Regions from separate parts of the Gossypium hirsutum genome. Here all the other regions are linked to region 2. A link is a contact called in public Hi-C data. All regions are on one chromosome and are shown on one strand. The core of a region is the stretch at or near the end of the contact, and the rest is flanking DNA. Distances in the headings are between cores, read along the strand shown. Region 1 holds the start of LOC107936532 (protein PHYLLO, chloroplastic). Region 2 holds the start of LOC107936401. Region 3 holds the start of LOC107936302 (protein BIG GRAIN 1-like E).

What was found. Hi-C and Micro-C count contacts between places; a contact is called where the count stands out from the background.
Region 1: a contact with region 2 is called in a Hi-C map of leaf, with 1.9 times the contacts expected there. The contact joins the promoter of LOC107936532 here to the promoter of LOC107936401 in region 2. A contact is called at or near these places in 2 of 34 Hi-C or Micro-C datasets (callus and leaf).
Region 3: a Hi-C map of leaf shows a contact between it and region 2, with 1.9 times the contacts expected there. The contact joins the promoter of LOC107936302 here to the promoter of LOC107936401 in region 2. A contact is called at or near these places in 2 of 34 Hi-C or Micro-C datasets (hypocotyl and leaf).

Annotation. Positions count from the first base shown.
Region 1 is chrD02:47,752,859-47,755,558 of Gossypium_hirsutum_v2.1, reverse strand. It overlaps LOC107936532 (protein PHYLLO, chloroplastic), which reads left to right and starts at 1,442. Exons shown (of 27, transcript XM_041088618.1): 1 at 1,442-1,727; 2 at 1,821-2,021; 3 at 2,455-2,669. The coding sequence starts at 1,584.
Region 2 is chrD02:47,484,070-47,486,907 of Gossypium_hirsutum_v2.1, reverse strand. LOC107936401 reads right to left here and starts at 1,561. Exons shown (of 6, transcript XM_016869126.2): 1 at 1,204-1,561; 2 at 665-721.
Region 3 is chrD02:47,194,148-47,196,912 of Gossypium_hirsutum_v2.1, reverse strand. It overlaps LOC107936302 (protein BIG GRAIN 1-like E), which reads left to right and starts at 1,468. Exons shown (of 1, transcript XM_016868999.2): 1 at 1,468-2,765. The coding sequence starts at 1,776.

The DNA.
Region 1 (2,700 bases), core at 193-2,692, 270 kb before region 2:
GAAATATTTATAACTTTAACAATTAACACATGAGTTAGCTAAATCAAACCCCCAAACTTCGAAAACATAATAATTACAAGCAAGGAACTAAATTAAACTTACCAATTTAAGCTTCCAATTTCAAAACTCTTAGGTCGAAAGCTTAATTCTTTCATCTACAGTGGTTCGGTGCATGGGAAAGAAGAAGAGAAAATGTTTTCTCTTTCTTTCCACCACTTTTTTTTTATTTTATGTTTTATTTAATTAATTAAGTTTTATACTATTAATCATCACTAATCCATCCACCATCATTATTAGCAAAGTGGTTTAATTGCCACTTAATTCCCTTGTTCATTTTCTAATTAAAGATTCTTTAGCAATTAACCTTTTACTATTTTTACAATTTAGTCATTGAACCTTAATTAAACACTAATTCAACAAAATTGACTATCTAAAATTCAATTCACTTATAATATAATTTCGAAATTATTTAATATAAACATTCACGGGGCCCGGTTTATGAAAACGAGGTCCTGATACCTCCTTTTCCAATACCACTGACTCTAAGGTTGAAACACTTGTACCTTAACTAACTATCCAATTAACAAAATTAAAGAGCCAAACTTTAATTAAAATTCATAGTAACCTCATAATACTTAATATTTATGGATCGAAAATGGGATTTCGAAATCACCATTTCCAACACATTTGAATTTTGGGTCATTACACATTTTCTCATTAGTAATTAAATTAAAGCTTTTTTTTAATTCAATCTGTTTTGACTTCGTCCCTTTTTCTTTTTCTACATTATTCATCTCAAATGCCTAATCAAAACTCATAAAGAAGCCTAAAATTAAGAAATTCATAAACCCCAAAAAATGATTGAATTGACGACCCCAACTCTGATCCCCTTACTCTTTGTTACAGGGATAGTACTAGTTTCAAGCTCTGGTGTTCTTGCATCTTTATCATTCTTAGCTCAAGTATTGGAGAGAGATTGTAGGTTAAGGTGATAGCATTAGATATTTCCAACTTCGTCAATTTATTAAAAGAAAGAACAAAGTGAAATATACTATTGAAAATCATACTGGATACAAAAATCTTAAAAATACATTTACTTTTACTTTTTAAAATATTAAGATTTTTAAATATTTTATAAATAGAACTAAAATGACAAATCTTGTAAATATTAAGGGCTAAATTTATTAAAATTTTAGATTTAAGATTAAGTTAATAAAATTTGTAAAGGTGAATGAACTAAACCCTACTTAGACTTCTAATAGAAAACTAATAGAAGGCTGATTAAAAAAAATGGAGAACAAAATAGAAACAACTACAAAGTTGAGTGACACTTCTTGGACTTCACTTTTTTTTTATTAAGTCCGGTGTCGGACCGACTCACAAGTCTATTTTCCAAGTTCTTCAGACTAAACAACAATTAAGCTTCCTAGAGAAGCCCGAAAACGGCCCAGCTCCGCCATGTAGCCAAGCCAAGCCGAGGCAATCAGTTTTCCTTATCTATCCGTCTCGTTTTATCTTCTAAATTTAACTCCATTGAAAACGTTTCTTTCTTCTCTGCTTAAAAAAATCTCCAAAATTCTCAGATGTTATTACAAAGAGACATTTCCCTGCCATTTTTTGCATTAACACCAAAACCGCACCTTAAAAACCATGTTTTTTGCGCCAAAAAAGCAATCCCATTTCCAGGACGTCCACTAAAAAATGATTTCGTCTCCTGCAATCTTAAGGTGTTTTACCCTTTTCTTTTTTTAATATTCTTCTAACTTATAGTTGGTCAATAAACGGGTTGTGATGGTTTCTTGTTGTTGGGATTTTTTTAGATGGTCAATGGGGCGAGGTTTCATGGTTCCGTAAAGGATGCTACTGGTTTGGAAGATGATGATTTAGTGGTGGAGACCTGCATCACTCGCACTTTGCCACCTGCTTTGACACTTGAGCATGGTCTCCAGAGTATTAAACAGGCTGTAGAAGAGTTGAAGTTTAATCCTCCTTGTGCTTCTAGTGGAGTTTTGAGATTTCAGGTATAGCGCACACACAACACACAAGATTTTACTTACATGCAGTATAGGATAGTATGGTGTTGCTGCTCTTTTTCGAGTTATGAATGTATGGACATCATGTTCCCTTTTTAGAATAATTCTAATTCATGATGGTTCTGGAAGTACAATGTGATCCTGTTCATTTAAAGTTCCAATTTTTAAAATCAGATCTCAAGGTGGTTTCCAATGAGAAATGAAACTTTATTCATGAATCATGATGTATCTTCTAGATAAATTTATGGTTGTAGATTTGTTTGATATTAGTATATATGTAAGTAAATTAGTACTTATATAGTTGAAGTGTTTTATACTTCAGGATATGAAGAAAATAAATTTTGAAAATTACATTGTTAATTAATTTATTTGTTTTGATTCGTTTTTTAGAGTCAATGCAATGTTACTGTTGTCTTTGCAGGTTGCTGTGCCCCCAAGTGCAAAAGCTTTAAATTGGTTTTGCTCTCAACCAGAATCTTCGGCTGTTTTTCCTATGTTTTTTCTTTCTAAGGAGACAATCAGCCCAACATGTAAATCATTATACTTGAACAAAGTTCGTGGTGTTTTTGGAATTGGAGCTGCTATTTCCTTTACAAGCTCTATTTGTATCCCTGGAGGGCTAAGTTCAACCAAGAGGTTAATGCCATTCTTTCTTGTACATGTGTTT
Region 2 (2,838 bases), core at 312-2,811:
AGAAACCCAAAGCTAAAATGACCAGTGATGAAGTAACAAAAACAGATGAGAAGAACTTTGTAAGCAAAGCTCATTTATCATCTTAGAAAACCAACAATTTCCACCAAAATTTGAAGCCCTAAAAAAGTCCAATCCACAGTCGGTTACTTCTAGCTAATAATTTATTCAAATATATACAGCAATAACAGAGTAAAGCGCAACAATCTGAAGAAACTGATTCATGACCAAAAAATATATTTCTGTTCACCATGAGGAATCTTTTCTTAGTCAGTCCTCAATAAACAAAAAGACAAGAGAGGGTTTAAAAAAAACTTTTTGAAAAGCTTATATGAACTTACAACCACTAAATTATAACTCAAAAGCTTTTAACTGATTTTAAAACCCTAAAAAATGAAACCTTTTTTTTACAACAATGCCGCAAGATGTTCTGTTTTCTAGCTCTAACCAGATCTAACATATTATAATTATTTTTATAACAAACATCCCATATTTTATATAACTCTCAAACTCAAGAAAGCAAAGACGTAAAAACCAAAAGGAGAGAATATCAAAGATGTGAAGCAGATCCCAACAAATACAAAAAACCATGAAAAGAGAAACACAATCATACTAAAAGATAACAGAGTTATTAAAATTACTAAGCTAAATTATAGTTTTACAGTACCTCCTTCTTTTTGGTTCTTCTCTGTTGATTCAGTGCTGGAACTTCCACCAATCTTCACTGCAAAAGCCAAGTGAAAACATAAACAAGGTTGTACATGAAACAAAGGGACCTTAAGGGTGAGGAAGAGTCTTTGGAGTTTGGGATAGCTCTAAAGGAAACAAAGTAAATAATAGGAATAAAGAAGCTTAAAAAACAAAGCTCTAAACCCCAGCTTTGGGTGTTTTAAGAGGGATTTTCACAACAGATGAAAGAAAGAAAACAGAGATTATTAAGGAAATGAGAGAGTTCTTGTAATTATCCAAAAAAAAAACATCGAAATAAAAAGGGTCAAAAGTCCAAAATCTCTACTTCTATGTGCTATTAATGGCCATAGCAAACCAAACAAACGGCTCTATTTGTTTTCCCTGATTATTTATTTTTGGGTTTTTGAGAGAGAACCACCCACGACAAGCCTTTTATTTATTAGACTCAGTTTTAGCATTAATTATCCCCAACCTATTTTAGAACTATGTTTAACCACACAGAGAACGCCACTTTACCTGATCAGTTTCTCAGAAATTTTAAAAAAAGAAATTAACATTTTCCTTCCAACCAAACAGCAACAACATCAAGAAGAAGTAAACAAGAAAAAGAAAGCCCCCAAAACAATTTTTTCCCTTTTTTCCCTTTCCTTTTGACTTTTTTTTTTTGATTTGTCGAAGCCGACAAAGGTGTCGGAAATCTCAGCTCTGTTCTTTTAATTCAAAACAATTTTGTTTGTCTTGTTTTTCGCCGGAGAAATGAAATCTTCTGTAATCAGTTGTAAAATAAAAAGCCGGCTGAGAAAGTAAAGCAAAAAGAAAGGGGAAGTTTTAACGTGTATGCGAAACCAGTGAAGATATGATGAAGATGACGATGATTTCGTTCACACGTGTTAAGTTTCTTTAAAAATAACATCTTGACTTGTGAATAGAGGTATCCATGCACTGGGTGGAAATCTAATTCCAAAAAATTTAAGTTTATTTTATTAAAAAAATAAAAAATATTTTATATTAATATTATATTTTAATAATTAAATTTAAATACAAATTATTTAATTTAAATTCAAAATATTTCTAATCAACTTAAAAACAAAAAGCTTTCATAAAAAACTTGTTTAATCTATCTCAATTTTGAAATTGAGCAAATTAATTTTTCTTAACAAGATCGGAGCAATTTAATCTGTCGTTTTTTTTAAAAGTAAGTAACTAAGGGTAATTAATTTATGTTAATGTCTTATGTCAATTGTACATAATTTTAATTGATATAATAATAAAATTAGTATCAATATTTACATATTTTATTAATTTAGTCTTTTTCTAAAAAGAAATTAAAAAATTTAGTCTTTTTATATTTACGCATTTATATAAATATTGTAGGTTAAATTAAAATAAAAATTTTGAAAATGTAAAAGTTTTGAATGCTAAATTTATTATACCGTAATTAATTATTATGAAAAATGGTTGTTAGGCTGGGCAAGCCACTAACTGTGGACAAACTATGTTGAAAATGTGTGATTTTAGTTCTAATTTTAAGTTAGTTTGATAAAAGAATTTAATGTCTTTTGGGTTTGTATTAATTGATGCCAACTTATATCAACCCCAAAAGCTGTGCTTGTGTTTACAAGAGCCCACCGTAAAGACATTTCCTTTCTTGTGTGAGGATTTTATAAGAGACGCGTGTATCCATCTTGTGATGGTGACGTATGTAAGATGGTGGAAAAGGCTAAAAATAGGTGGCAACGGATTTCAGGATGTGGAGGTACAATTAGGTACATTTTGGATCCCCCAACTTATTTTTGTTTCTATTACGCGTCATTATCTCACTGGTTCACCATATCCTTAGGCAGCCAAGAAAATTTAAAGTCTTTAAATTTGTTCCAATCGGCTAAAAGATATTGAAGTATTTATTTTGAGTAGAAGAAATACAAAAAAGAAGGGTTGTTTACATTGCAAATGCATCGGGATTGGGGATCTCAAAACATGGAGGGTTAAAAAATACCATAAAATATAGTACTGAATTAACAGTTTCACATGTACCACAACCATTTCTATATTCTATAGTTAACGGTGGTGATATCAATTGTTTTCTGTTTATCATATGCATTTGCACGTAATTCAAGTGATTGGGATTTGATTAGTAAAATAGTCTAGAAA
Region 3 (2,765 bases), core at 219-2,718, 290 kb after region 2:
TATTTGATTTTATAACCTCTAAAAGGAACTCATTTTTATAAATAATAATAATAATTTTTTTCTAAGTAACTGTGTATAGACATATAGTTTTATACATCAAACTATATCCACAAGATAATCTCTTAGATAAAGCTGCCATGTGTTTGATGACTCCAAATAAGATTGGGATTGAGTTTGAGAGTATCCCATTGGATACTGGCAATAAGATTTATGGCCAATATAAAGGCATTGCATGCTAGCAGTATAGACTCTGGGACAATTGGGGATCAAAATTCCTTCCACTGTCTTGCATAAAATAAAAGACAATATTTTGGTTTTTGTGGGGTCTTGCATTGGGCCTTTGTTCCCTCAACAAGGACCTTGGATGGGCTGTAAAGGTAAGATAAAATCGGCTCAAACAGTGTTGGATTAAAGTCCTCGCAATATCTAGACAAAAGGGCTACCTATTCATTAGCTTTACAACTTCATTATTAACTTGGGAAAAAATCCCTTCGTTTAGGCTACACTATACAACAAAAGAACTTTAAAAATGGGGGAAAATAAAAGGCATTAAGGGTAAGATGAGATGGGACTCACTAAACAACCATGACCAGGCAAGATAACTTTAGGAATGCATGGTGCATAACTAAAGAAAGCTACCCGACATCAAACATGAGTCCATACAAGATATCATAAGAAACTTCAGCCTAAGGGGATGAAGACACTACCGAACCCTTCGCTTATCATAATGGGAGATTTAGAATGTGTTTATATTCAAGTTAATGATCATGATTTGATCTTTAACCAAAAACTATTCAATAAATCATACGAATACATGTACAAATCACCATTTATATATTTGAATTCACGTATAAATTTATTAATCATTCATTTAATTTATATAGAAAATTATGTAAATGCACTAAATCGAGTATTTTACTCACAAAAATTTGGTGTCTAAAGTTATCAAAAGGTAAGCCCTACAAGATCGTGCATGGATTTGCTCAAGACAAAGACAGTGAAGAGTCTCCTCTAACTCACAGCCCCAAAGGTTGAGGTTGATTCTGCTGCATTCGTGTTAGAAGAAGGAATTGGAAGGACCACTGCATGTTGATTTTTTTTTCCAACATCATTAAAATGCATAGCCATAAATTGACTAGAGAGAGAGAGAGAAAGACCCTAGTGATCTAGATGCAACTGTCATGATCATCAAACTCAAAATCTTGGCCTATGGTGGATCTTATAAGTAGATCCATCAAAAGCTGAAAATGTAATATCATGAAAAGCAACGTGCTGCCTTCCGATTCGCCATTTATATCACACGTGAGTCTTGGCTTTATATATACAACCCACACATGCACATGCTGGATGCCCCCAACTGGATGAAATGAGGATTTTGTTTTAATATACAGGCCAAATTATATATACACTATAATGAATATTCACTGACCCAAGATTTCTATTGGAGTTCACTCCCAATCAATCATAGATAGTAAACTAGTAAATTTTGTTGCTAGCTCGAGCAGCTCGAAGGTTCAATAAGCCCCAGAGCTGCCCCAAAGAGGGGGCAGCCAGATGTTTGTGGGCCATTGTTCAGCCGAAGGTGACTTAGCAAGCTCCTAATAATGAAAGAACTCGGCAGTTTGAAATCGGATTTAACTGAGTTGATATCCAATCTCTTCAAGTGGACTTCTGTAGGAGAAAAGTTGGGATCTGCCAAATTCTATAACCCTGTTAAAGTTGTAATGGTATACAGATAGGGTTAGTAAGTTTACAGTTTTCCCCAAGTAGGCGACATGGAACCATGGCCAACAACCACTCAAAAAAGCCAGTTCCCACTAAAACAGAGTAAAGTCCCTAGAATCCAAGGAAACACCAATTCTTTGCCCCCCACTATCCAGAACACTAGCTCTGGTTTTCACAGTATGAGAAGGATAAAAAAAAGAAGCTTGTTTCCCTTCTACCCCACTTCACTTGTATTAAAACTAAAGAACATCAAATGTGGGGTCTCGTTCAAAAACCTCCAAATTCACTCTTCATCATATTATATTATTAGACAGTCCAATTCATTGTTATTACCAACATATTTTAAAGCTATCCCTTCTCACTACTCTCAATTCTTAATCATTTCAAACACTTTGCCTCTCTATACAATCTCACCACTTCCATCATCCATCTCTCCATTGAAGAAGCCTACCATGTCTGTAACAGGAGTTTCAGACACTGACAGAATGTTGAAGAAGTCATTCCATCGAAGGAATGACTCCGGTGAGCTCGATGTATTCGAAGCTGCACGGTATTTCTCGGGGTACAATGAAGCATCTAGCTATAACTGTGCGACATTCACTCAGAAAATCATGCGGGAAGAGAGGCAGCCATGGAGGGGAGGTAGGGTCAGCTTGGATGTACCCATGAGGAACCCTCTTCCCCAGCAAGTTCATGTGGTGGACAAGCAAATTAAGGATAAGAAATACAAGCAGCCAAGCTCTCCTGGTGGAAGACTTGCTAGCTTCTTGAACTCTCTTTTCAATCAAACAGGTTCCAAGAAGAAGAAATCAAAATCAACCACACAGTCCATGAAAGGTGAAGAAGAGAGTCCTAGTGGGAGAAGGAAAAGGAGGAGCAGTATTAGCCATTTTCGTAGCTCTAGTACAGCTGAAACGAAGTCGCTTTATTCTGCCTCAAGCTCTGGTTTCAGGACGCCGCCTCCTTATGCACATACTCCTACGAAAAGCTACAGGGAGTTTAGAAGCTATTCGGATCATAGAGAGGTTTTATCTCTGTCC